Regions from separate parts of the Mus musculus genome. Here regions 1, 2 and 4 are each linked to region 3. The links are chromatin contacts, called in public HiChIP or PLAC-seq and promoter capture Hi-C maps. All regions are on one chromosome and are shown on one strand. Each heading gives the region's core, a stretch centred on a gene start, on an enhancer-like site or on the middle of the called end of the contact. The rest is flanking DNA. Distances are from core to core; before and after follow the strand shown. Region 1 overlaps Shroom3 (shroom family member 3). Region 2 overlaps Gm36764 (a long non-coding RNA gene). Region 3 holds the start of Nup54 (nucleoporin 54). Region 4 holds the start of Sowahb (sosondowah ankyrin repeat domain family member B).

Evidence for each region. Promoter capture Hi-C pulls out the DNA fragments that hold promoters and counts their contacts. HiChIP or PLAC-seq counts read pairs in DNA pulled down with a chosen protein or histone mark.
Region 1: a contact with region 3 is called in an H3K27ac HiChIP or PLAC-seq map of embryonic stem cells, with 4 times the contacts expected there. The contact joins the enhancer-like site here to the promoter of Nup54 in region 3. A contact is called at or near these places in 1 of 484 Hi-C or Micro-C datasets (embryonic stem cells) and 7 of 115 datasets of contacts at active chromatin or transcription factors (the NIH/3T3 cell line, embryonic stem cells, large pre-B cells and 3 more).
Region 2: a promoter capture Hi-C map of liver shows a contact between it and region 3. The contact joins the enhancer-like site here to the promoter of Nup54 in region 3. A contact is called at or near these places in 2 of 39 promoter capture datasets (cranial neural crest and liver), 3 of 115 datasets of contacts at active chromatin or transcription factors (bone marrow-derived macrophages, embryonic stem cells and pancreatic cancer cells) and 1 of 9 other capture datasets (embryonic trunk).
Region 4: a promoter capture Hi-C map of embryonic stem cells shows a contact between it and region 3. The contact joins the promoter of Sowahb here to the promoter of Nup54 in region 3. A contact is called at or near these places in 3 of 39 promoter capture datasets (cranial neural crest, embryonic stem cells and second pharyngeal arch cranial neural crest) and 1 of 115 datasets of contacts at active chromatin or transcription factors (pancreatic cancer cells).

What each region holds. Positions count from the first base shown.
Region 1 is chr5:92,960,167-92,967,229 of GRCm38.p6, forward strand. Shroom3 (shroom family member 3) reads left to right here. Exons shown (of 11, transcript NM_015756.2): 10 at 1,925-2,197; 11 at 4,190-5,593. The coding sequence ends at 4,558. Among named protein-coding and RNA genes, the nearest start is that of Gm36764, 45 kb to the right of the region's middle. Within about 2 kb of position 4,710, at least 21 of the 459 cell types and tissues checked have an H3K27ac peak or open chromatin away from gene starts, as enhancers often do. A contact at or near this core is called in pro-B cells, where this site is marked.
Region 2 is chr5:93,001,698-93,008,300 of GRCm38.p6, forward strand. Gm36764 (a long non-coding RNA gene) reads right to left here. Exons shown (of 3, transcript XR_880434.2): 1 at 6,546-6,603. It also overlaps the pseudogene Gm6450. Among named protein-coding and RNA genes, the nearest start is that of Gm36764, 4.1 kb to the right of the region's middle. Within about 2 kb of position 3,999, at least 101 of the 459 cell types and tissues checked have an H3K27ac peak or open chromatin away from gene starts, as enhancers often do. A contact at or near this core is called in embryonic stem cells, liver and pancreatic cancer cells, where this site is marked.
Region 3 is chr5:92,431,672-92,438,799 of GRCm38.p6, forward strand. Nup54 (nucleoporin 54) reads right to left here and starts at 3,528. Exons shown (of 13, transcript NM_001359995.1): 1 at 3,333-3,528; 2 at 2,551-2,712. The coding sequence starts at 3,399. Gm42114 (a long non-coding RNA gene) reads left to right here and starts at 2,940. Exons shown (of 2, transcript XR_880431.3): 1 at 2,940-3,311; 2 at 3,922-4,398.
Region 4 is chr5:93,039,742-93,046,615 of GRCm38.p6, forward strand. Sowahb (sosondowah ankyrin repeat domain family member B) reads right to left here and starts at 5,281. Exons shown (of 1, transcript NM_175270.4): 1 at 1,382-5,281. The coding sequence starts at 5,117. The coding sequence ends at 2,835. It overlaps Gm52780 (a long non-coding RNA gene), which reads left to right. Exons shown (of 3, transcript XR_003955751.1): 3 at 474-1,141.

The DNA.
Region 1 (7,063 bases), core at 3,460-5,959, 530 kb after region 3:
TCTATATACACACACGTGGTGTACATACATACAAGCCGTTACATGTATAAATGATAAAGAAAATTTAAATATTATTCCCTTCTCCTGCCCTAAATGAGTTCTGTTAAAGTTGGATTTTGTTATTTTTTAAAAAGGATCATCCTGGCACAGAAATGTTGGCAGCACTGCTGGCTTCCCCCTGATGCCTGCGGTTGCTCAGAACCTCTTCACTATAGTCTCAGCCCAGGTCTCCATAGTTAAAGACCTGGTGATCAAAAGCTGGCAGGCATTGCATCCACATACCTAACGGTGAGGCAGGGCCGACTGGGTGCCTGCCCAGTCTCTGCACTGCCTTACTGTAATGTACAGAATGTGCCCAGGCTTCTGTGCTGTGTTTGTGTGGCTCTGCCCAGTGTCCACGCCGTCAAACACCAGAGCTGGGTCTGGATAGAAAGACCCAGCTGACTGGACGTGGACTCTGGCCTCAGAGTGCCATATGAGTCCCATGCACCAAGCTGCCTACCTCCCAGCATGCGCACTGCTTAGGGCCTGAGAGCCAGCAAGCTGACTCCAGCAGACTAGCAGAAGAACGGGGGACCTGGGTATTAGTAAGGCTTATACAAGCACCCCCACCTACTGGGCCAGGTTGCCCACCCTGGGTCAGACCTGAGCAAGGTCTTGCTGTATAGCCACAGCTCCCCTGGAACTCACTGTGTTCCAGGCCTTGGCCTTGAACTCACAGCCATCCTTAAGTGCCAGGACTGCAGGAGCTCACCAACATGCCTGGCTGAGAAGAGTACTCTCTGCTAATACTTTGAGTGCCCAGCCTGGCAGCTGTACCTGCAAGGTTAAAAAAGACCAGGGCTGACTGGGCGACCTGACCTGACCTGGCAGTGTCTGCTGTTTCCCACCCGTGTTGCCTTCAGCTTGTCTCTTCATAGGCACAAACTTATCCAAGCTCTGTGCTAGTGGGCAGCTTGTTACTGAAGTCTGCTGCGCTGTCCCACAGTGATGGCTGCCAGCGGAGGATGCTTTTGGGGGGGAGGGTAATAGCATAATTAACCCTAATTACTTTTTCCCTCCCACTCATGTTACCGTGGGCCGAGTCTTCTGTTGAGGAAATGCTTAGACACCTTACAGCTTTTCCCTTAGAAGTGAGGTTTGTGTCAGTTAAGCTGCCTGTAGCCACGGAGATCTGGAAAGTTGAACTGACAACAGGATGTCACTGTTTAAGCCAGAGCTTCTCTTCAGAAATTAGTAGTTAGAGGCTTACGTTACATAGTTGTGGCAAGCAGGTCCAGATTTAGTTAAAAGGCAAAGCTGAGTGGCTTTCTGATACAGTGTCACCATCAGTGTGTGTAATGGTCATGTGAGAGCCCATCTGGTGATGCATGGGCCTGAGGTGGGCGCATCCCCAAGTCTCACCCTCCCCGCTGTATGCGGAGGACTAGATGAGGCAGAACCTGTAGCTCATAGTAACTGCCCAAGGCCAGCTATCCAGCTCAGCTCTCAGACCGTGGGTGCTGGAGGCCCTTCACTCCGGTTCCGTGGCTGCTCGTTTGTAGCCGAGGATGTTCACCCCGCCCCTCCTTTCTTGCTCGTGGTATTGTGCCTAGTAAGAAAGAAAGGACATTGAATGAGAAGTTAACAAACCAGTTGGAAAGGCAGAACTGTATGCAGCATTACACAGTGAGGAATATGACTAGTGCGTGTATAATCAGGTGTGGGCTGGGGAACTCTGAATAGGCTCAAAGAATGGCAGTTGTAGACATTCAGGGAAAGGCAAAGGAAAAAGAAAAAAAAAGTTCTGATTTGAGTCATCAGTCCCCACAGAGCTGAAGAGCTTTTAGCTGAACCTTGACGGCAAGGGCGGGGCCGGGAGTGCCCATCCACATTCCAGCAGCAGCCCTGGCTCAGCTTGGCTCTGTGTCTCTCACCATTCTAGGCTGAGCTTATCGGAAGCCTTACCCACAAGCTGGAGAGCCTCCAGGAAGCCAAGGGGAGCCTGCTCACGGACATCAAGCTGAACAATGCCCTGGGAGAGGAGGTGGAGGCTCTGATCAGTGAGCTCTGCAAACCCAACGAGTTTGACAAGTACAAGATGTTCATAGGGGACCTGGACAAGGTGGTCAACCTGCTGCTGTCCCTGTCTGGACGCCTGGCCCGCGTGGAGAACGTCCTCAGAGGCCTTGGTGAAGACGCCAGCAAAGAGGAAAGGGTATGTGGCCTAGCAGGTTACCGTCTGAGCCCTCTGTCCATAGAGACACTTCTCCGGGATGACCATCGCTGTGGGTTGAGAGAGCACCTGCTAGGCAGGATTCAGTGTGGATACTCTGGGCAGATGCACAGGGCCTAGGGCCTCTCCTTCCTCGCAGAGATAAAAACACATTAGACGCTTAAAGGAGAGGAGGACCACAGAACCACTGGGATAAGAGGGCAGAAGTGAGCTTCAGGGAATCTGCACGATGGGCCCAGCCGTGGGCAGGTACGTGGGCACGACTGTGCTGTCCTCCACTGGAGGGACAGTGCTGTTGTGACAGACACTTGGCTTTGCGCTTCATGTGCAGTGTCCTGAATCCCTACCATGCTGCATTAGTGCTTGACCTCTCTAAAAACAAAAATCTCAGTAGAAAGAGGACAGCTGACCCAGTCAGTACCAAACTCAGCGTCTCCACGTGCCATGATGACAGGGGGAGGGGAGGGGAGGGGAGGGGAGGGGAGGGGAGGGGAGGGGAAGGAAGGGAGGTCCATAGGCTTCAGAGCTGCAGTGTTTGATCTGAGCCGCAGTGAGGAGTGTGCGAAGCTTTGATGGCGACAGTGCTAGGAGCTCAGGCTGTGCCTCAGACTTCTCTTCATGGTGAATCAGACACAGCATGTTTAATTCAAGCCTCAGAGTGATTAGGGAAAGAACTGTCAGAGTGGGGATATTGATAAAATTCACCCACTAACTTTGTACTGTTTTCTAGGATTATTATAGAAATCCTATGAGCTAGCTGGGCGTGGTGCTGGCGGTGGTGCTGGCGGCGGCACACACCTTGAATCCCTTGGAGAGGCTGAGGAAGGCAGATTGCTGAGTTCAAGTCCAGCCTTGTCTACATGGCTTTCCAAGCCAGCCAGGGCTACATAGTGAGCCGCCACCTGACTTGTCAGATAGGGGATTTGAGGCAGAGTCACGTGACCCTTTAGCAGTCCTAGGTCAGGTAATTTGTACTGAGGGATGTGTAAGTCACTGCACTTCACGATTGGATTCCATCTTACATTGTCTCACTCATGTTGTCCTGAAAGGTCTGAAAACTATTCAATTCAAAACTCTTTTAAAGTACTTACTGTGGCGTTTACACTGTGTCGGCATATCAGATGCAGGACACATGAAGTATTTCCAGGAAGTCGATGGGCCCCGAAGAGGCGGCAGCTTACTACTGGGCTGGTGTGGGAAACTCTGAAGTACGACACCAACGTCCTTCTTGAACAGAGTTTTACTCATGGATAGAGGCCAAGCAGCAGCCCGGGGTGGCAGGGATGTTGGTTTTGTTAAAGATGAGGAATATATCCCCATTGTTACAGATTGGGAGGCACGGAGTTCAGAGCCCTGCCTGCAGATGGTTTAAAAACCTTTTTTAGCATATATATATATATGTATAAATATGTATATATATGTATATGCATATATATATATGCTAATAGGCAAATACACACACATATATATAAGCTAATAGGCATATATATATATATATATGTGTGTGTATATATATATATATATGCTCCCCATGTGCATTACCAGAAGAGGCCAGAAAAGGGCATGGATTGTCCTGGCCCTGGAGTTGGAGACCATTGTTACTGCCATGTGGGTGCTAGGAATTGAATTCAGATGTTCTACAACAGTCAGTCTGTGCTCCGAACCAGGGCTCCATCTCTCCAGCCCCCTGCAAAGTTTTTATTCAGCAGATGGAGAGGTGGGGCACAAAGTACTCAGAGAACTTGAGGATTGGCTCAGTAAGTGTAGAGCTAAAAAGGGCAGGTTGTTACCACAGCCATTTACCCACCACAGAGTGTTCAACATAAGGAGAGAAAACAGATAGTAATAATGGCTATAGGTACATCCATCCATCCTTCGCACTGTTGAGTAGAGCACTGGTTTGCAGCCCTGTGAGAGGCAGGAGTCTGCCTCCTTGTCTTATGGCTGCCTTACCTGTTCATTTTACCCTGGCAGAGTTCTCTGAACGAGAAAAGGAAGGTTCTGGCTGGCCAGCATGAGGATGCACGGGAGCTCAAGGAGAACCTGGACCGGAGGGAGCGCGTGGTGCTGGATATCCTGGCCAACTACCTGTCCGCCGAGCAGCTGCAGGACTACCAGCACTTCGTGAAGATGAAGTCCACACTCCTCATTGAGCAGCGGAAGCTGGATGACAAGATAAAGCTGGGCCAGGAGCAGGTCAGGTGCCTGCTGGAGTCGCTTCCCTCGGACTTCAGGCCCAAGGCAGGGGCCATCTCCCTCCCTCCAGCCCTCACCGGCCATGGGACTCCTGGGGGGACATCTGTATTCGGTGGTGTTTTCCCAACGTTGACCTCTCCTCTTTAATCGCTCCTGTAAGCCCTGGGCAAAAGCTGCCACTCTCACCACTGTTCAATCTGAAAGCGATTTCACTACAAACTGCGGTTTGAGTTGTGGGTTACTGGGGGCTTCCTGAGTAACAGGAAGAGGCTTTCCAGGAATCTCTCTTGCCTTTCACGGTTGGTCTTCTGCGAGCTTGCACGCTCTGTGGAAGAGAGTCGGTGACCTGCGGCCTGATGGAGGGTGTCTGGCACGGGTTTCCCCAGGCTGAGGCGGCGGAGATGGGTGTGTGGCACCCTCAGGAATGTATCCACAGCGGCCTTCCTTGCTGGTGGGCAGTGCACCCTGATACCAGGGCACAAGTACCAGTCTGCAACACAAAGCCTTAAAAAGACACACACACACACACACACACACACACACACACACACACACACACACGTTAAGAAAACTGTAAAACCCCTGAACGTTTTTGTTATTTATATTTTTAAAAATGAAAAAGATCGTTATGTTTGTGTGCTAACCACTTACTTGATTCTATTTTGTGGTGGATGTAGGCAATTATGTTTGAGCTTTGTATTTCGTGAAAACCTTAATGAAGAATTCCAAAGATAGTCAAATTGAATATGGAGATTTTTGCGGGTTTTTCTTCTGCTCGTTTTGTGTGTATCTGCTGTTGGGTGGCTGTGTGCGCCACAGTAGGTGTGTAGAGTTGTACAGCTTTGTGTGGGTTCCGAGGCCTGACCCTGGGTCATCAGGTTCTCCCATCGCAAGTCTCTTCACCCACTGAGCCCTCTCTCCAGCCCCAGTCAGACGTTAATAAAGATGGGTGGCCATTCTGCACTTGTGCTATGCTGTGAGAGGTCCCAGTTTCCATGGTGATCGGGCCTTGCCACGTTTCTCCAGGAGGACGGCTCAGTGGTGACATCTCGGGGTGTGTTCCTCCTTGACCAGTTTATTCACAAAGACAATAGTTCCCAAGCCTGTGAGAGATGAGTCTAAGCCAGTTCAAAACCGAGTCCGTGCTGCCATCGTAGAGGAAATACACTTACTAAGCGACACAGTCAGGATGGTTTAGTATTTTTTAGAAGCTGGTTTTCCTAAATGTCAGACCTGCAGGTCATGAGAGCTGATTTCTATTGTCAAGTTTCAGTGAAAGCAATTGAGGGGTTCTGTGGTACAAGGTATAAGTCTACTCAAACAAATCAGGATGCCAGCGGGGCTGCAGATGTCCCAGGAGCCAGGCTGGGTACAGCCACTAGAAAAAGTAAGAGTGTCATGTTTTGGGCAGGTGACACACCACAAACTTTCTGCTTGTTGTTGACTTAGAGGCCACCCAGAAGTTTCTTGGCAGCCGTCAGCCAAAGCTCTGTTCTGTGGAGCTTATACACCGTTCAAGTGCTCTGACCCTGACAGGGTTCTTTTCTAATGCTCCGTTCAGAGGGGCCATCGTGACTCAGGAGGCCAGAGAGAAAGCCGTTTAGCAGCCACATTGCACTGCAAAGTTATTCTGGAGTTAATACTGTACGCCCAACTGACACTTCGTTAGATGTGGACCAATCAGAAGCCTGAAACCCATGCCTGTAGGTAACTGTCTTTCCCAGCCAATGCCTCCAGATGTTCTTAGTAAATGCCTTGGAGGAATTTTGGGGCTCCCAGAACACAGCACTGTTTAAAGTTACTCTTCAAGGACAGTGAGGTGGCTCAGCAGGTAAAGGTGCTTGCTGCCAAGCCTGAGAACCTTGCGTTCCATCCCTGGAACCTGCATGGTAGAAATAGAGAACCCACCTATGTGCTCTGGCCCTGTGCACCCACACACACACATGCAGTAGGCGAAGGTGAGAGAAAGTGCTTGTATTACAGGCAGGAGTTCAATCATCAAAACCCATATAAACCCAGCAGGACATGGGAGGGCACTGGTAATCCAGCACCAGGGAGGTGGGGACAAGCACACCCCAGCCTTGCTGGCCAGCCAGCGAGAGTCCCTACCCCAAAACATAGGGGAGACAGCCTGAGAGAGGACACCTAAGGTTGCCCTCTGCCTTCATACGTGCAAGTAGAAACACTTGAGGATGACTGGGGTCAAACCACACATTGTCAAGATGACTTCTCTGACTTAGACACATAAGTAATTTCACAGCAGAGTGACAGGGAATATTGGAACATTGTTAGGCCACCACTGAAGACCCTCCAGAGCATGGCATCTGTTCTGTTGCTGTTACCAATATCCTTCCCCGGTTACAATGAAATGAGTGAGGTGCCCGTGGGACTGTGAAATCTGATTCACGGGTGGATGTGGTTGGTCTTCATTGGTGCTGAACTTGACCCCAGCACTTTGAAGAACCACTATACTTTCAAAGTAGATTTTAAATGCCTCCAAGTAGAAAGGCCTGCGTTTTCATTCCTTTTCAGTTCTCTCTTCTCACTATTTAAAAAAAAAAAAATTCATTTACTGTAGAAACCTCCTCCTAACAGGGTCCTCCTCGGAGACAGAACAGAGATGACAGTCATGTCTTCCCCCTGGGCGTCTTC
Region 2 (6,603 bases), core at 2,749-5,248, 570 kb after region 3:
TCTCTCTCTGTGTGTGTGTGTGTGTGTGTGTGTGTGAGAGAGAGAGAGAGAGAGAGAGAGAGAGAGAGATTTGTATCTCTAATTTGTCATGTTAACCGTTTTTAATTGTACTATATATCTTGGCAAGTTGAATGTTTCTGTGGTTCAGTCCCAGTTACTCAGGAGGCTGAGGCAGGAAAATAGCATAAGTCTAGGAGTGTAGGGTTAGTCTAAGTATTACAGGAAAATATTCACTTTTTTTCCTTTAAAGTCAGGGTCTTATGTAGCCCAGGCTGGCCTTGAATTTACCTTGAATCTCTGATCCTTCTGTCTGCACCTACCTAGTGCCAGGATTAGAGGTGTGAAACCATGCCCAGTTTTAGTTGGTGCTGAGGATCAAATGTAGAGCTTTGTGCATGCTAAGCAGGTATTCTACCTACTGAAATATATTGGAAATCCCAGCCCCGACACTTTGCACAAAGAGATGACTGCACAGCTTGGTGGCATCAGACGTATTCACCTTGTTACACATCGGTATCAGCACCTCTTATCTCTAGAACCTTCTAACCTTGTAGGCTGAAACTGTGTACTTAAACACTAACTCCATCCAGTTCCCTTCAGGTGGCCTCTCGAAGACACCCTTCCAATGCTTTTGAGCATTTGGCCACTTGAACCACCTTATAAAGGGTCTTCAAGTTTGATGTGAGAATTTTCACCCTTTTGGGGGAGAGGGAGACTAGGCAACATCTATCTATCTACCTACCTTCCACATAGGATCCCAAGGACAAAGTTCAGTTCCACCCAACGTCACCCCGAGGAAGCAATGAGTTTATTAGGGTTATTTACAGAGCATGGGTGGGGGGTCCTGGATGGGAGTGTGGGTGACATTAGAGAAGCCACCCAACAGCGATGATGATGTCCCCAAGGCTGAGGTTGGAGCACCTTCCCCTACTCCTTCCTTACCTATATACTCTACCTACCCACTCCTTGAGACCACAGGGCCATGTGCAATTAGGGAAGAATTACATATGACTGATTGGGAGAGATGACTGGATACTCAGGTGAGAGTCCCGTGATTCTCTCCAGCAACAAGCCCAGCTGGGATGATCTTTTGGGAACAGAGCAACCTCCTGAAGGTGGCAGCCTTGTGGCCCAGAGGAGAGACTGTACAGCAAAGCTTCTTCTGTACTGTAGCATGAGTCAGAATGCCACTCCTTCTGAAGGCTGAATAATATTCTATTGCATGTGCATCATACACTTTGCCCAACACCCTTCTTCAAGCATTTGCGTTGTTTTCCACTTTTTGCTACTATGAACAATTTTGTTATGAAAATCAGTTCACAAATATGAGTGTCAATCTTTCAGTTCTTTGGAGGTAACATCCTCAGAAATGATACTGCCAGGTCATCTGGAATAATTACCCTTCAATGCCTTGTCTTTACTGTGACCTTTCGATGACACACCAGAAGAGGGTGTCAGATCCCATTACAGATGGTTGTGAGCCACCACTTGGTTGCTGGGAATTGAACTCAGGACCTCTGGAAGAGCAGCCAGTGCTCTTAATCACAGCGCCCTCTCTCCAGCCCCCACTGTGAGCGCTTATGAGACAAAGAGGGAACCTTGACGTAAATATTTGTTGGGTAGCTATTGTTAGCTCAGTGGAAAGGATTCCATAAGAGCTAAGATAAGGGCTAAGGAGAATAAAGGGAGTCCAGACCCTCATGAGGTTGGCTTTTCGTTATGCTTACAAAGCTGTAGGCCCTGATAAAGGAGAGGTCAGACACAGGGCTTCACATTCAGGCTCCTGTCTTCTAAGTCCTACGTGTGTTCAAGCTCACAGGCTGCAAGGGGCCAACTGAAGGAAAGAATGGGGCGTTACTGCTTAATCTGTACGGCTCAGCTTCTGACACCATTTACGGGAAGGCAATGACTTGAAGATACATCTTTACAACCCAGATGCTAAAATGTTTTTAATGGTGCTCTTGAATGGACTCCTGCTAACTACATGTTACAACACAAGTATACGATACCTTGAAAACATTTGTGCTAAGTGAAAGAACACAGCCTCTACTTGTCATACATACATGATTCCACTTATTTTATCATTTTTTAAAAAAGATCTACTTGCTCTTTTTGCCCCATCTACTGTGAGGATGAAGACCATTCGCAGCAATCAGACTGTGGACATTCCAGAGAATGTCGAAATCACTCTGAAGGGGCGCACAGTCATTGTGAAGGGCCCCAGGGGGACTCTGCGGAGGGACTTCAATCACATCAACGTGGAGCTGAGTCTTCTTGGGAAGAAAAAGAAAAGGCTCTGGGTTGACAAATGGTGGGGTAACAGAAAGGAACTGGCCACCGTCAGGAACATCTGCAGTCATGTTCAGAACATGATCAAAGGTGTCACACTGGGCTTCCGATACAAAATGTGGTTTGTGTATGCTCACTTCCCCATCAACGTCGTCATCCAGGAGAATGGCTCTTTGGTTGAAATCCGAAATTTCTTGGGTGAAAAACTACATCCACAGGGTTTGGATGAGGACAGGTGTTGCTTGTTCTGTCTCTCAAGCCCAGAAGGATGAGTTAATCCTTGAAGGAAATGATATTGAACTTGCTTCAAATTCAGCTGCCCTGATTCAGCAAGCCACAACAGTTAAAAACAAGGATATCAGGAAGTTTTTGGACGGCATCTATGTGTCTGAGAAGGGAACTGTGCAGCAGGCTGACGAGTGAGGAGGCCTCAGTTCCTGGCTCCAGAAACAAGATCCTGATCACAAGAACAATTTGGGTTCTTTTGGGAGAATAAAAGACTTATATATTGAAAAAAAATCTACTTATTTATTTTATTATACAACTGTTCCATTTTCACGCACATCAGAGGAGGGAACCAGATCCCATTACAGATGGTTGTGAGCCACCATGTGGTTGTTGGGAATTGTATTTAGGACCTCTGCTCGCTCCTGCCAAACTCTCTCAGTCCCTGCTTGCTCCAGCCCACAGATTTATTTATTATTATACGTAATTACACTGTAGCTGTCTTCAGACACACCAGAAGAGGGCGTCAGATCTCATTAAGGGTGGCTCAGGGTGGTTGCAGAGAATTGAACTCAGGACCTCTGGAAGAGCAGCTGGTGCTCTTAAGCACTAAGACATTTCTCCAGCCCCCCAAGATTCCACTTACATGAAGAATTCTAAATGCATGCATCTACAGAGAGTAGTTTGTTTAATGGATATTCGTCTGGGAAGATCGGAGATCAGTGTATAGGAGCTAACCAGTACCAGGCTGCCTTGAAGGGCAATACAAATATTCTAGAATTGATTGTGGGGATGATTTTACAACTCTGTGGTAATATTAAAAGCCTCAAAATGGTTCACTTAAAATGGGGGGGTCTATTTCTCGATATAATTGTAACCAAAAAAAAAAAATGATGGCTCTTAGAATGAAGAAAATATAAGAATAGAAAAACGGCAGGGTCGGGGTTTAAAAGAGAGATTGAGTCTGTTAAAGAAGGATCTAGAATGCTTTTGGAGTACACATGAGTGCTATGGATATAGGCTGAAACAGTGTCAGCCATACACGGGGGAGGGGCGAGGAGGGGAGAGGGCGGAGGGGGGGTGGGGGAGGATACGGGCGAGGCTGTCTGTGGAGGCAGCGGCTTATGCAAAGGCCAGGAGGTGGCGGGCGGAGTGAAGCACAGAGAAAGCTAAAGAAAGCAGCTAGGTAGGAGAAAAGCGTTAAAAGGCGGGCTGGCACCCGGAGGTGGGATACTGGAATGTAGTTCTTTGAACACGCCATGAGAAACCTTGCAAGTTCCTCCAAATGCCCATTTTTAAAAACTTTGTCCCCTGCAGTCCACAATGGAAACATGACTAAGGCACTTTCTAGCTTCAGGGCTCCGCTGCCGACCTGCAAGATCCCCTGTGGAACTTGAAGCCAGACGACCCAAAAGGTTACAAAAGCACAGGGCACTGCCCCCGGAAATAGTGTGTTCAACCAGAGGCAGGGAAGAGCTGGCGCGACAGGAAGCCAAGAAATTCCAGAAGCCGCATCTGCAGAGCCAGGAAACAGAAAGAGCTCTGCACCAAGCCACCCTGGAAGAGTAAGACACTCTGCTGACCGACTGGGGATTGAAAACCCAGCAAAACGCCACAAGGAAGGAAAACTGCCTGCCCGGGAAGGGGTGGAAATGTGTCAGGGAAGATTAATGTCCCAGGTGAGGAGCCCGCCAATCAAACAGCAGCACAGACTCCTGTAAATTCATAGCTTGTCCTAGTGCACTCCTGTGATCCCTGAACGCGGGAGGCTGAGGCAGGAGGGTCGGGTTCAAAGCCCGCCTGGGCTGCAGAAAGAGCTGGTGAAAGCTAGTCTAGACCACGTGATTAATTAAATAAAATCCTAAGGCTTGTTAGCTAGAGATTGAGTCTGCCAGTCCTGAAGCAAGCAGCCCGAGGCTGGACCGTGAAAAAATGGCGGGGACAACAAAGTAGGTCAGCTCTGATTTCACAAACCTATCTCCTAGGCAACGCCCAGGCAGTCCAGTCATGGGGACCTGGGCTCTAGATAAGTGCAGACTCGTCATGGATTCTTATTGTAGGAGGAGGATTCCTTGTAGCTCAGTTAAGGAGGGGGCAGGCCGGGAGCTATGGGAGGGCTGCAGAGTGCACCCCAACGAGATGCTTCAGCCTAGTCTGTCTTCAGGCAAGAGTTTATCATCTATACTGATAAACTGAGAAGAAAATGATGCTGATGCTGCTACCCCCACCCACCCCATGTCCCTGTTCGCTCTCCTCCCCTCCCCCACCAGACTGCTCTGCCTTTTCAATTTCCCATAGAGCTGCAGAAGTTTTAAATGGAGTTGATCATTTACTTATTTTGATTAAAAGGAGCAGCAACATCCACTGTCGTCACCTCTAAAAGTTCCGACTCCTTCCCTAAATGTACAGAGAACATAAACACTCATGCCCAGGCCTGAATACTCATTTTCAGTAATAGTGGCTGTGCCACACAACACAGACCCTGTTGCCAAGGAGTAAATAAATAAATAAGCCCTGAACATTGTAGTTAAAACCAGCCAGGTGGTGGTTGCACACACTTTTAATTCCAGTCTTTGGGATGCAGAGGCAAGCAAATCTCTGTAAGTTTGAAGCCAGCCTGATCTAACAGAGTAAGTTCCAGGACAGCCATGTCTTGGTGGGAAAAAACCATCAAACTGAAGTGTTTCTTCACCTGGAATGTGAGCCCACTCAGTGCTACGAAGACTTGGCGGGCCCCCAGTCTCTCACTGTGCCTGTTAGTGGGAGATGATTTGCTGCCGTGTCATGCAGTCTGGCTTCTTCCAAACAAAGCTAGAAATCCTCTCCTTTTGGTTTCTACCTATCTCTTCATAAAGAGCCATCCAGAAATGATGGTGGGGATTGGAGACTCCTGCTTTCTTCTGTACACTCAGCTCTGTTCTTCTCAACCTACGGGCATGGACCTCTGGGCTCTTATTCCATCCCAGGTCACAAGGGTAAGGCACTACAGTGCAAAGAGTCTTAGTCTGGAGGAGATCTGGGGTTTTTAAGTAATCTGAAAACGAAAATGGAGCTGACCATGGGCCTGACTTAGCCCAAGATAGAAAGCACAGTAGTTCACTTTTCAAGGATCCCAATTCTGCAGGACCACTTCAGAAACCCAGATGTTGGAAGGCATTCTGGGCTACTCTTCAAGGGCTGAGTAAAAACTCTGAGAGATTGGCAGAGCTCTAGAAACTCAGCCAGCCTCCCTACCACAGAGGGCCCTCACACACACATACACACAAACAAACACACATGGGCTGGAGAGATGGCTCAGCGGTTAAGAGCATTGACTGTTCTTCCAGAAGTCCTGAATTCAATTCCCAGCAACCACATGGTGGCTCACAACCATCCGTAATGAGATCTGATGCCTTCTTCTGGTGTGTCTGAAGACAGCTACAGTGTACTCATCATATATATATATATATATGTATATATACATATACATATATATATAACAAATAATTAAATCTTTAAAAAAACACACACATACACATATATACACACATACATACATATACATATAGACATAAACACACACATAAGCACACACATATATACAGATACACAGACACACACACATATACACACATAGGCACACACATAAGCACAAACACACCTCTATGCTGCCCAAAGCTACCACATGGCCATTGTTCAAACTGACATGGCTATACTGTCCCCTCCTTCCCACACAAGCCAAGACAATCTTTTTCTCATCACACTAAATATTCCAGTGTGGTCTCAAGCTTTTTATCCTCCCGACTTGGCCTCCTGAGTGCCCAGAGTTATAGGTAAGTGCCACTACCACCAGCTCCCTTCTCTTTTTAAAAATTCCCGAGTATTGGCTGGAACTGCTGCCCCATCCTATATCCACACCCACCAAAACCCTGCCTGCCCTTCAAGGCTGTGTACAGCCCAAAGCCTTCCCTCTGTTTTCAGAAAACAGGGTCCTCTGTCCCCTGAACTGAATGAAGATAAGTCCCATCTCTACATTATTCCATTATACTTACATACTCCATGCTAAGGTTATCTGAATACATGTGTGTTCTCTTAGAATGAGGTCCTGGA
Region 3 (7,128 bases), core at 2,278-4,777:
AACGAATGGCTGAGTAAGTCCTCTACCCTGAACTATGTCTATAGCTTACTCACAGTCTTTTCAAAATCTCCTAGTTCAACGTTGCTGTTTTACAACGAACTCAACTGTTTAAACAGTGCCAAGCATACGATGGCAGCAGATGGCTTGCTTTGCCAGCTCTCAACCGTAATTCTCGTGAGTTAAATTACATCTCCATTAGCTTTCATTAGGGATGCCCTTAGTCTGTGTGAAACAACTACTAAAGGAAACGTACCAAAACATACCAATATGTCTACCTCTATAAAATAAGAATGTCTTTTTTTTTTTTTTTTTTTTGAGACAGGGTTTCTCTGTGTACCCCTGCTGTCCTGGAACTCACTCTGTAGACCAGGCTGGCCTCGAACTCAGAAATCCACCTGCCTTTGCCTCCCGAAAGAATGTCTTTCTTGAAGGAAGGAAAAAAAAAAAAAATAAGTGGAGAAATGGCAAAGAAGGTAGCCTCAGCTACCATGGGCCTGCGTCACACTGTGGCAACCTGACAGGTTCTATTTTTAACTAAATCTATTTAAAAAAAAAAAAAAAGAAAATCAATCTTGGTATATCTTAACAATGTAAAAACAGAATGAAATGACAACCTAATTTAAAGTATTGGCAGCAGTTATCTAGTTATAAATATGCTGCCAAAAACTCTCAAAAAAAAAAAAAACACTTGAACTCTAAATGCTGAGTTACACTCCAAGTTTTCAGAGATTCTAACTTGAACCTCATATATTTCTTGTAATAAGAGAGCCTCTTCAAGATTGCAATGAGATGGATGTCTTGGTATACGCCTGCAATCTCATAGAGAGAGACACTAAGGCAGGCTTACAGTTTCTAAATGACCCTGAACTACACAGTGAGATGCCATTCTAAAGAAAAAGAAATGAATTAGCTTCAATCAATTTTGTGGCACTGGTATTAAATCCAGGACCTTGCTCATACAAGGCAGGCAAGTAGTCTACCACTACCCTGTACTCTTAGCAATACAATTCAGATTTTAAAAATTATTAAATAGGCAACTGAACACATGTTAATTTATAGATTCTATCAAAATACTGCCAGCCAAACATTTTGACATAACCTCTAAAATAAATACTGTCTATAGAGCCCTTTTAACTTCCTACTTTCAAATAATAACTATGTTATTCGAATTGGCTACACACTAAAAATGCTAGTCAGTATCTTGTCATGTTTCAGATTATCAAAAACACTCTTATTAGTAATAGTAGTCCTATATGGATACAAAAAATGTAATTTTTTAAAGCTCTCTCCTGAAGGCTGAGTTAATTAACATATTTGAAAATAGTCAAAACACACTTGTATTTGTACAATTCAAAGTAACAGCGACAACGCCAAATGGACATGAAATCAAGCAAATACAAACAGGTTTATTCGTTGCTGTTAAACTATATGGTTTGCTTTATTCTGAAACATAAATTTCAAAATAAGGTTTGTTTTGCCCAGTGCCAATTTTAAGCAAACTAGGAAAGGTAAACACCCCAGGGGTGGTGGGTGCGGCTTCTAATATTTCTTAATGAGTCCCTTTATCTTTGGAATTTCCAAGTATTTTTCACTATTTTTAACTGAGAGGATAAGGTGACATCAACAATGTAAAACCCAGTAAATGGACAAAATCCCCAACTTTCCCAGTAAGTTTAGAAGTAAGGCTTACCAAATGCATATAATTGGCACGGGCAGCAGTGGCTTGACGGAACATAAACTATGGACAGTACATTCATATACGAGCAGCTGAGGATGGAGAGTTTTCTAAGAGTCATACGGATGTCGAGCTCACATAAGCCTAACTTAAATTGGGTCGTACACATCCATTAATTTGTGTTCTGAAAAATTTCAGTGATCTTCAAACAAGCCACAGATTAAAAAAACCAAAAAACCAAAAACCTTCATCATCCTCTTTTTGAAAGTAAAAGATGCCGAGCCTACTTTTTAGAACTCAGTGTTAATTGGTAAATTAAAACTACTCATGGAAAATTTCCCAAAAACCCAGCAAAGAATCCGGGATTCTTTCTACAATTATATATAGAAATACATCCTAATATATTGAGTTAATGCTAGAAAAACATCGTTACAGTTTGAAAAACAAGACAGGTCGCTGCTGTTCGTATAAGACTTGTTTCTCTTGGAAACACAAGGACAATAAGATGAAATCCCAATGAAATATGTATTAAAAAATGAAAAATGACTGCAGGAGTCCAAGAATCCCAGGGAAACGCTTACCTTCTGCTAAAGCTAATGTTTTAAAAAATATTCGGTTCCCAACTTATCATTTGGAAGCTGTGCTCTGTATCATTAAATGAAAATCCAACCAAGGTGCATTCTAATTCTTTAAGGCTTTCCAAAACCCACATCTTTTAAAGCAGCCAAAACTTTAAATATATTTGATTTGATCTTAGGAAATAAACCCCTTTCTTTATTAGACAAGTGCCATTTCTTCCCCCAAACTCTAGGGACATCGGAACATTCTTGGACTCCAGCCCCCATACTCGTTACACACATGACCCCAGTATCTACCTGCACTCGCCAGACTGTTACCAAAATTGAACGGAGTCGCCGAGGTAGTAGAAACACCGAAATTCCCAATATTAAAGTTCACTGCAGGGTTAGCGGTTAATCCGAAACCCCCAAAATTAAACCCACCGGCGGTGGAGTTGGCAGTCTCAAGCCCACCAAATCCTGATAGTCGTGGAGGCAAGAGAAACAAAAATTTGAAAAGGTGAGAGGAGGGAAAGAGAAAAGGAGAAGAAAGAAAGGTAAGAATTACAAGAATCAGCAAGAGGTTTCACAGCGTGAACAAACCTGACCTGCACCGGATCAGGGGAAGAAAGCCAAGGTGCGGACAGACAGAAGGAGCGAAGGGCAGCACGGGCGGGGGCCGAGCATCCCCCCCCCCCGGGCTGGGGAGGGGACAGAGGGAGCTGCGGGCAGCCTGGCTCCAACTTTACCCGTCTGGACCTTGAGGCTGAGACGGACGAGGGGACGCGGGGTCCCGGGAAATGAGAGGGGCGTAGCCTCCGGCCTCTCCTGGGCGGACACCCCAATGGCGGGAAGCACCGCGGCGGCCGAGCCACGCGGGTTGAGCGTGCTGTGCGAGCCCCAGGCTGAGCCTGAGCAGCCCGCGGCCCTCCCACCGCCACCGCCGCCGCCACCACCGCCACCGCCCTCTCCAAATGACTCCAAGGTGTCCCGAGTGCCAGGGCAACCCCGGGACCCCCCAGCCGGACCGATCGGATCGAGGGGGCGGGCCCGAGGCTTTGGTTCCTTGGAGGAAGAAGGTAGGCCCAGGGCTGACTCACCCGCCGGTGCCGCGGTGGCTGTAGAGGTGCCCGAAGTGCCCGAAGGAGCCCCAAAATTGAAAGCCATGTCGCGGGAGCAGCACTTAGATGGCCCCGGGCTCGCGCGGCGCGACGCCCAGTGCCCTCCGCTCTTCTGTCCGGCTGGGAACCGTCAGGCGGTCCGTACCATTAGTTCCGCCTCCTTCCCGGTCTAAGCGGAGCAGGCAGGAACCAAGCAAGGATGGAGTGGGTGGGATGATCGAACGGGAACGCCTACCACCGATCACTTCCGGGGGTGTGTTTGTGGCTTTCACGTGGTGTGGGGCGTCACCACAAAGGGGAAGTGATGAGAAGTTGGACATGGGGTGTTGTATGGTGGCTCTCTGAAGCCACTTTAGAGAAGTGACAGTGTGCAGGGACCGCGTGAAAGTACTGCCCTTACCTCTGAGGAGCGGTCCTTCCCGGAGGAAAGGAGGTTTGAGTAGATAAAGCAGTTGAGAAAGAGGCATTCGAGAGTGATGGAAAGATGATGGCGATGGTGGTAACACGTGTGTTAGCTATGTGGAATGCACGCTAGTAATTGTTTTTGCATATTTTTTTAAACCCCCAGCTGCGTTTCAGACAGTTTACTACTATTGTCATTGACCAAGAAGAAGGGCTGACCTCGATGAAGCAAATGGGCCCACTAACTGGTAAAATCTGTGCCCTGCATCGCACTTCTGGGGAACATTTAATCCTCAACTACACAGAGAAGATTTCTGTCGTTGACTAATTGGCACAGACGAGACAGGAGGACTGAGGATTAGAGTTGCAAAGCAGCATCCCCAAAGTCACTTCGCTGGTTTTTCTCTACTTAGCCCCGATTCTTTTCTCCTTTTAAAAATATTTATTGTACATGGCACTGTGTTACATTAGGACATCTTGATACAAGTTTATGTTGTATTTTGAATATATATTCCTACTCCTAAATTTTCTGTCTTCTCCCTGTCTCTCCCATTAGTTCCCTAGTAATTTTACTTCATTTTCCATGTCATATGATTTATGTGTTTAATTAAACCTAGGAATCATAAATGAATTTTTTTCCTTCTGTGACTGGCTTAATTCACTTAATAATGTTTATCTCCAGTGATATTCAGTTTTGTGCAAATGACAACATAACTTCCTTCTTAGGGCTGAAAACTCTTTTGAGTATATACCATCCTCTGTTTCTGATCCATCCCTCTGTTGTTAGGCAACTAGGTTTGTTAACAATTGTGACTAATGCTTCAGTAGAGATTGATATACATCTATGTGATAGACTAACTTGGAGTCCTTATAGACATAGCTGGGTCATGTGGTAGATCTAATTTTAGTTTTCTCAGGAACCTCTTTGCCCCATTTTGTGTGTGTGTGAGAGAGAGAGAGAGAGCACATGCATGTGTGGGAAGAGTGTATACACACATATGTGCACACGTGCCTGAAGGCCAGAGATTGACATGGGTGTCTTCCTAATTTACTCTTAATTTCTAATACAAGGTCTCTCAATAAATCTAGATCTCATCGCTTATTTGGCAAGACTGTCCAGCCAGCAAGCCCCAGGGGACTCCTGATTCTGCCTGCCCAGTGTTATGGTTATACATGAATGCCACTGTGCTCAGCGTTTGTTTAATTTTAAATATGGGTGATGAAGATTAAACTCATATCCTCAAACATTAACAGCAAGCACTGTACTGACTGAGCAGTCTCTCTGGCCCCACCTTTTAAAAAAATTACCATTACATTCTGTTTCCCTGCCGGGCGTGGTGGCACACGCTTTTAATCCCAGCACTCGGGAGGCAGAGGCAGGCGGATTTCTGAGTTCCAGGCCAGCCTGGTCTACAAAGTGAGTTCCAGGACAGCCAGGGCTATACAGAGAAACAATGTCTCAAAACAAAACAAAACAAAAATCTGTTTCCCTATAGATTATGGTCAGGATTTCATACATTCTTGATAGCAGTAAGAAAACCTTTGAAGAAGCTTTAGACCAAAGCATCTTATGATCAGAATTTAGTTGTTAGAGACAAGCATGCATGTTTGTGCATGTCTGTAATCTCGGTACCCAGGAGGCATGAGCAGGATTAAGTTGGAGGCCAGCCTAGGATACACAGTGGAAGTATCTCAAACGATTGTGTGTGTGAATGTGGTGTATGCATGTGTGTACCTGTGTGCAGGTGTGCATGCTCGTGCATGTATGTGGAGGCCACAGGAGGACATCTGGTATTCTATTCCTCTTCACCTTAGTCCTTTGATACAGCATCTCCCATTGAACCCAGAGCTTGTGGCTTTGCCATCACTAGGTCCCAGGGATCTTCCAGATGGTACCAGCCAGCACAATTGTTAGACATGCATGGGTGCACCCAGCTTTTTATATGGGATCTAAACTCAGTCCTTATGCTTATATAGTGTCTTAGAGGGTTTCTATTCCTGCACAAACTTCATGACCAAGAAGCAAGTTGGGGAGGAAAGGGTTTATTCGGCTTACACTTCCATACTGCTGTTCATCACCAAGGAAGTCAGGACTGGAACTCAAGCAGGTCAGGAAGCAGGAGCTGATACAGAGGCCATGGAGGGATGTTCTTTACTAGCTTGCCTCCCCTGGCTTGCTCAGCCTGCTCTATTATAGAACCCAAGACTACCAGCCCAGAGATGGCACCACCCACAAAGGGGCCTTTCCCCCTTGATCACTAATTGAGAAAATGCCTTACAGTAGGATCTCATGGAGGCATTTCCTCAACTGAAGCTCCTTTCTCTGTGTTAACTCCAGCCTGTGTCAAGTTGACACAAAACTAGCCAGTACATATAGCAAATGTTGTTACAAAATTGTCTCCTCAGCTCCACCCCCCAAGATGATTTTAAAATGCTTAGATTTATTTTGTCTCTATTTACACGCATGTGCGGGTATGTGCCTGTGTGAGTGGGATAGTCTCAGAATCCAGAGAAGAGGGTATTGGATCACAGGAGCTGGAGTTATAGGAAGCTGTGAGCCCCATGGTGTGGGTGATGTGATGGGAACTGAACGTGGGTCCTCTGCAAGTACTTATTCTTAATTGCTGAGCCATCTCTCCAGCCAATCCTACCTATCTGTCAGGCTCTGCTTTCCTGCCTCTGCCTGTAGCATGCGAAGGACCCACAATAACAACTGGTAGATCCTGGTGGGGGTGGGGCTGGCCACAAGGGGGATGGGGTGGGCAGGAACAACCAGGGATGAAGACCTCAGGCAGCATGTGATTGTGATGGGACTGCTTCAGTGAGACAGGGAGTTTAATGGGGCTGGGGGAGAAAGCTATTTAACCTTTGATGGTTGAGTAGGGACTATTGGGGTGACTGTACATCATTGTTGGGGTCGAGGGTCCTGGGGACACCCCATTTTTGTAAGGAGGAATTCCAGGTGCTGGTGGACATGACCTTATAAGGAGAGAGGAAGTGTAACCTGGCTACCAGGGAGTGGGGCAAAGGGCAGAGCACAGACGTATACACACCGGGACACACAGGCCGGGGGCAGGGGTAGAGAGAGTGACCCTGCTCCAGCCAATCTCAGAACAAGATCTCTGGGGTTTGGACCCCACTCTTGTTCCGGACCCATCCGACGGTTCCACCCACACAACACCTACGCAAATTAATTTTCACGAGATCCCTCTGGTTACCATGGGGAAATTGAAGGGGGCCTGCATATCTGTGGGAAGCAGGGCTGTTAGGGGTACTGAAGGGTTCCATAATGAAGAGATAACAAAGGCTCGACTGTAGCTCCGGCATGTGATGTTGGGAGAACAAACTTCAGAGAGAGGTGATAAATAAACTA
Region 4 (6,874 bases), core at 4,031-6,530, 610 kb after region 3:
GAAATAAATAAATAAATCCTTAAAAACAAACAAAAAAGAGGAAAATCAGTCCCAAGGAAAATCAGAACACACAGGATAGTTGGTCTGAGCCATGATACTTGCTTGTAATACCGCACTTGGGGGAGGGGGCTGAGAGAAGAGGGTCAGGACTTCGAGGCCAGCCTGGGCTACATGAGACATGGTCTCAAAAAAGGGCAGAAAACAAAATCAAAACATAAGTGGGCAATTGTGATAGGGAGCAGTTGTGAGACCTGCACACAGCATCCTGGGAATTCTAGCGAAACAGCCATGCCTACGTATGGAGGCCTTCCTTCCACTTGAATCTTCTTTACGAGTTGTATTTGAGCTGTTCTCTGAGGGATATGAGCAACCTTACTAAGCGGGTTTCCAAGAGGAAGCAATCTAGGACAAGACAGTGAGTGGGCAGGGCCTTGACCTCCCCTCCCCCACGGGTGTGGTGCTATCTTGTGCAGGGTTCACATCCGGGAGAAGCCAGCAGAAGGCTGGAAGAGCATTCCTGCCCAAGTCCTCTCCACCTGGACTTTGCAACCTGAGCAAGAGCCTGAGCTCTTTCACCCTGCCCTGCCCCCACCAGCACTGTGACTGTGTGAGACAGTTCACCCGATGATCACTATAGTGTGGAGCCACACTGAAGCAGACGACAAGAATGTGGAGGAACCAACAAAGCTGGTTTCCTGGGAAGGCCAGTATCATCACTCCTGGACAGAACCAAGCCCAGCTTCTTTTCCCTTCCCCTTCTCTCTGCCTGCCTTCCTCCCTCCCCTCCTCCCACCCCCAACATTTAGTTTTTTAGTTGGTACTCATTCTTGACACATACACCCCTTCTTCCTCCTGCCTATTAGTACAAGCTTCTCTCTGTTGTAATGAGGCTTTGAAAGACAACCTGGGAACAAGTCAAGGTAAAAAACAGCCAAGAGCAAATAGTTTAGGGTTTTAGCTCCTAGTGAAGAGACAGCCTGTCAACCTGTCCCACTCACCTTTAAAAACCCCACAGAGTTGTGCAGAGTATGTGTTGAATAATCTGATCTTGCTTCACAATGTGTTAGATCCACTGGCTCTTAAAAGAAGCTGTTTGCTAGATTATTTTCATAACTGTCTGTTTTGTAAACTTAAATTTACACACACACACACACACACACACACACACACACACACACAGAGTCATTCTTCTCAGGTTTTCTGATTTGATTTCCCAGTTTCTCCCTTTAGGTAGGGGATGAAAAGGCCATTAATTGGAAAAGCTCATAGAATCTATTATTCTGTCTTTTTGGTTATTAAAAATAAATAGGAGGGTGGGCACTTGAATAATACATATAAGGCCCCCAGAGAAATGGAGAGAGATAGACAAGAGAAAGAGACTGATTTCAGCAAAGTTATATAGTTAGATTACAATGAAACAAAAAAGATTGGACAATCACAGACTTCATTATGTAAGAACATCAGCAACGATCAGCTTGACACAATATAATAACAGCTTGATACAATATAATAACATAACAATCAATCTGCTGGTCTTTTAATGCAGGACAATAACAGAAGAATACTTTTTAAAAAAATACAGCATCACACATGAAACTATTTCCATAAAAAAAGTAATCTCTGTTTGATCAATGAACTTTCCAGCCCTCTTTGGATTTACATTCAGAATTTACACATTCTCCTGGGGTCACAGAGTCACCTTCAGCCAGGGACCTGCAAGGATTAGCCTCTTCCTGAGAACCGAACGGGACACTTCCTGTTAGACATTCAGTACTTCAGGGCTAATAGTTAATCTTAATTGGCAAAAAGTTTAGTGCAAATAAAGTTATACTTAGCAGCTTCACAAAGTTCTGATGCTTTTAACACTTACTGCTTCCCCAAAGGGAATCCAGCTCTTTTCCCGAGTACCAACTTTGATCTTCAGACATGTGGAACGCTGTCAGAGATGACCCTGCTTGCTACACATGGAGTTTCCCCCTGCAGGATGAAGAGTTTCAGTCATAACACAGATGAACTAAAATGCGTTTCCTCTTGGAAAGCTCACTTTGAGTTGGTACAAAAACAAACAACAGCAAAAACAAACAGAAAACAAAACCGAGTCTGAGTGTTATCATTTGTCTAGGGAGTGGAGTCACAATCATTCCTGAATGTCACTCATCTGCTTCTCCGGTCAATGGCAATGACACCCCGAGAAGACAGTCATCAGTTTACACCAAGCACTGTAGACGATGCTCGCAGGAAGGTGCAGGACTGAGGAAATCTCTTCAGTCAGATGTTACACTCTCCAGCAACAATTTTATTTCACTGGCTGGACTTGCCAAAAGGCACATAAAGAAAATGAAGGGAAGCCATCTGACTTCAAACTGGTGCTTTCCACTCAGCCAAGATTCATTCTAGAGATGAATAGAAGCCAAAGAACTTCCAGCCAGAGAAGAGTGTGAGTTCCGGCACTTCCATGAATTGCCTCCCTTTGACGCGTCCTTTCCCTTTCTAGTAAGGCCTGGCTGGCACTGCCTCAGAAAATACTGTGCCTTCCTGTGCCCTGACCCCTGGCTGGCTCAGGAGAGAGAGGAACCCTTCGCAGGCTTGAGTGCCTGGATCAGCTTTGGTCCACATTTCACAGTCCAAACATATGAGCCTTCAAGAAATTGAGATGACCCTTGAGGACACCATTTCACTGCTCCTCAATCTTTATCAACTCCTAACAGTTTCTGTTTCCCTTGGGTTCTCTCCACCTACTTAGTAGCTTGGGGAGTGTGTGTGTGTGTGTGTGTGTGTGTGTGTGTGTGTGTGTGCGCGCGCATGCGTGCGCCTCTTGGAGAAAAAAGCCCACCTCAGTCACTATACTCTTCTCTCTCCTTTGAGGTGTGGATTTTCTCATATTGGCTGGCCAATTTCCATTTGTTGTGCTGAGTTTTGAGCAAAGCAGCCAAGGAAGTCTTCCGGGTGACATTTCTAGACACTTCCCGGCTCTTGACCTTCCTGGCTGGGGAAGAGCTTTGGACTAAGGAATAGACAGGGAAGATAGGTTTGCCCCGGGGTGCACCCAGGAGCTGCCACGTTTCCCCAGAGACGTTACTGTTCAGATACTGCCATGGCTTCTTGCCACTGCAGTCCCGAATGTTCACCCGAGAAGCCAGTCTTTGCACTAGCAATTTGATGACTCCCTGGTGCCCGTGAATAGCTGCAAGGTGCAGTGGGGTATAGCCACAACTGGACCTCACATTTACATCTAGTGCAATGCCCGCCTTCTGGGCTCCAGAGACCAAATCCTGAAGGGCACACAGGTCACCATGCTTTGCTATCCAGTGCAAGGCTGTGTACCCAGTCAGGAAGTCTCTGTGCAAAGCCAGCTGGGGGTCCTCCCAGAACAAAGTCAGCACGTGAAGCCAGGAACCACTGGCAAGCCTCACAATCCACTCATGCTCCCTGGTGTCTAGAGGGACAAGGGGGGACCTGTGCTCAGAAGGTCTGTGGGGTATCAAGGCTGCAGATCCATCCCTGCTTGGGATCCATGAAGAGTGTGGCTGACTGGCCACAGCATTAGCATCTGCCAATTTCTGTACCAAAACAGCATCCACCCTTGGGCTGGGCAGGGCTCCTGCCTTGGAAGGTTTCCTGGACCGAGGTGGGCGCCGACTCCTTTTCCACAAGTCCTCATCAGGATGCTCCTCGTCTGAGGAAGAAGGAGATTTGGTTCTTCCTGTTCGAGAGCTCCTCCTGACAGACCTTCGGAACTTGAGGGCAGGGAAGGGCTCTTGGGGGTGGTCTCCAAGGCTTTTAGCCACTGTTGGGACCTTCCGAAAACTGGGCGCATTCCCTCTATATCCGAGGTCCCGCCGGATCAGGCAAGGGCTGTCGTTTGGTGGCAAAAACAGATCCTCAACTGGATCCCTGAGCTCCCCCCAGGAGGAAGTTCTCAAGACAGGTTGCAGCCCCTCTTCGGGGGTTCCGGGAGATTCTTTGGGTCCACTGCTGCTCTCCTCACTTCCATGGCTCTCTTGCTCCACAAAGTCATTCAGATCCTGGAGGGACAGCTGACAACGAATGCTTCGAAAGACGGTAGATGGAGCGTTCCCTGGCCAGGATTCTGAGGACTCATCGAGAACCACGGGAAGGAGAGAATGAAAAGACAGAGCGGGCTCTGGCAGCGCCGAGCTGGTCTCCGAGACCCCAAAGGCGGTTTCTGAAGGTAGCTGGAGGAAGTTGTCTGGCAACACCGACCAGGCGCGAGTGGGCGCCTGGATCTCGGGCTCAGGCACCTGCAGGTATCTGGCTACCCACTCTTGAGTGCGCTGGTGCTGTTGCTGCAGCTGCTGGGTTGAATGGTTCGGGGAGCCGGCGGTAAACAGCTCCAGTGGCTCTCTGGAGGGCGCCGGGTGGGGCGGGAGAGCAGGCGGGGACGTCGGGCTGCCAGCAGCCTCGACGGCGGTCGGAGGCCAGACAGGCGGTACAGATCCAGGCGCGTGCTCGGCGGCCTCTCCTTCCCTCAGCCACCCCGGAGCTCCGAGGTCATCCCGGGCAGGTGCAGCGCGCTCCGGCTTCTCGCAGGCGACTGCAGGGTCTCCGAGATCTTCTGGCAGCGGCTGTCCGGTGGACTGTCCCCAGCCGTTCTGCTGGCACTCCCAGCAGCAGCGTCCTCGCGTCCCCACAGCCGCACACCTGCCTCTGGCTTGAGCAGCCTCTGGCTCCGGTGTCCTCTGGTTCGGGCTGTCCTCCGGGCTGGGGTCTGGCCCGGCCACCTTCTGCGCGCTGCCACCTACGTCCACCTGGGTCCCCGCACCTGCCGGCGGCTTCTGCGGCTCCGGGTCACGGCGGCGGTGGCCCCGCGGCTTTCCATCTACAGGGCCCGGTCGCTGCAGGCCCTCCTCCCCCAGTAGGTCCCTGTACCTCCTCTTGAGCACCACGTACTTGGTGCCGTCGGGGTCCTGGCGCACTGCGGCCACCGAGTTCACGAAGCCCTTGAAGCGCTCGCGACGCTCCTGCAGCTGGCCTGGAGACACGTGAGGGTCGCGCAGGAAGCTCTTGAAGTGGCTCAGCAGCTCTGCGTTACGCACTCGGCCCCCGGCCTGGCACAGAAAGTCCAGCAGTGCCTCCTGGCTCAGCTCTCCGGCCATCGCTGCTGGGTCCTTAGTCCCTGGGGCGGCTGCGTCTCGAGCTCCCAGCGCACTTCCCCTTCGACCGAAACCCAGGCCTGGAGAGTGTCACCTGCGCCCAGGGTGGCGCCACCCGCCTCCATCAGCCGCGGAGGCCGGCGCCGCCCGCATCCCCAGGGCGCTCCAGGAGGGCCGAGGGTCCCTAGGGGCGGGTGCCCAGGCAGAGTCCCCGCGCGCAACCCTGGTGGCAGGGGGCGGCTCCTGGGCCGCCCCTGAACGACGCTGGCCTGTCGCAGCGAGTCCCCGCAGCGAAAGTTCCCGGGATAGGTCGGAGTCGGTTTCACCTGCGCTCTGGCTACGCCTCCTCCTGGGCTCTGGGGGAAGGGCTCAGCCCGCCTCCAGTACCTCCGCCTTCTGAAGTATCCCCCAACCCCCGCCACCCGTCCGGGGTGAGTCAGGCTGGTCACAGTCGCGGGCAGCGTGGGAGGTGAGGCCGAGGGCGAACTGAGCCGGAGGGGAACAGCTCTCCCGGGCGCGCAGCTACCCCGAGGCCTGGGAGATGTCAGGCAGGTAGGCGACTGGCTGTCCCTCAGAGTGCCCGCCAGGCTAGAAACTAAAGCAGAGGGAGGTCGACTAGGTCCCTCTCTCCCCGCGGCACGAGTTACAGCTAGAGTCTTCACGGGTCAGGGTCCAATAGATTGGCTCCCCGCTGTTTCTCTTTATTAGCTCGGTCTGGGGAGGGGCTCGGGGTTCCCAATTGCAGAATCCGGCGGGATCCGGAAAAAAAAAACCCACCGAGATCCAAACCAAATCTCTTTTAGTTTGTCGATAACAAGATACTGAGAAGGCGGCTCCCAGGACATTCTCTTCAAGGAGTTCAGACACACCTGCCTAAGTCTGTACTGAGAGCGAAATCACTCTGAAAGCTACAGACGAAGGTTGGGTTTTGCCTTTCATTTTCCGGCATCATTGTCTTATATTACAATGCTCAGTGCCAGAGGTGTTGGGGGAGGATTCGCTATCAGAGAGGTCATTTCCTAGGAAGCCAAAATCCAGAGGAATTATCTCCTTAGCTAAGGTATTTGATACCCAGAGTTATTTTTTTTTAATTTAGTCTAAGATTTGTGAAGAGAAGAGATTCGCTCCATCTGTTTCATGTTGACTTCTTTGTGAAGTCTTTGCTTTGAGAATGCAAGTTTTCCTCCACACATTTAAAATGTTGAAATCGCGACGAGGATTTGATTCCACCCCAGGAAAGGGGACGCTAGACTCTCTTGGTCTGTTGAAGGGCTGCTGAGTCCACCCTGATTCAAGTTTTTCTTTAGCCCCCTTTGAAGAGGGAAGAGTTAAGCCACAGCAGCACACTTCATCCATAAAGCCCTACATTTCTGTCTGGTCTGGGTGACTCTCTTTCTTCTTTATCTTGAGTTGATTTGCATACTGTCAACAGTACCTATCTCTTGTAGCCTCAAGCCCCTTTGTCTTCTGCACAGCCTCGTTGCAGCCTTCCCTCCCCACCTTCCCTAACAGCCACCCCAAATGTCTGTGTCTCTGCAGCCTCCCATGACTGCCACGTTTCTAGCGATAAATTCTCTATTTTCTCCTCTCCTTTTACTTCACTTTACAGTTCCAGATTTTTCACTAAGAATATCTCGAGTATGTTGGTCCTGCAACTGTCAACAATGTTTTGGTATGGTCACCCTCCATCCCCCTACCCCAGCATTGGGGGATCAAACTCAGGTACTCATTTGTGCTAGGCAAGCCCTCTGTCACTGCCA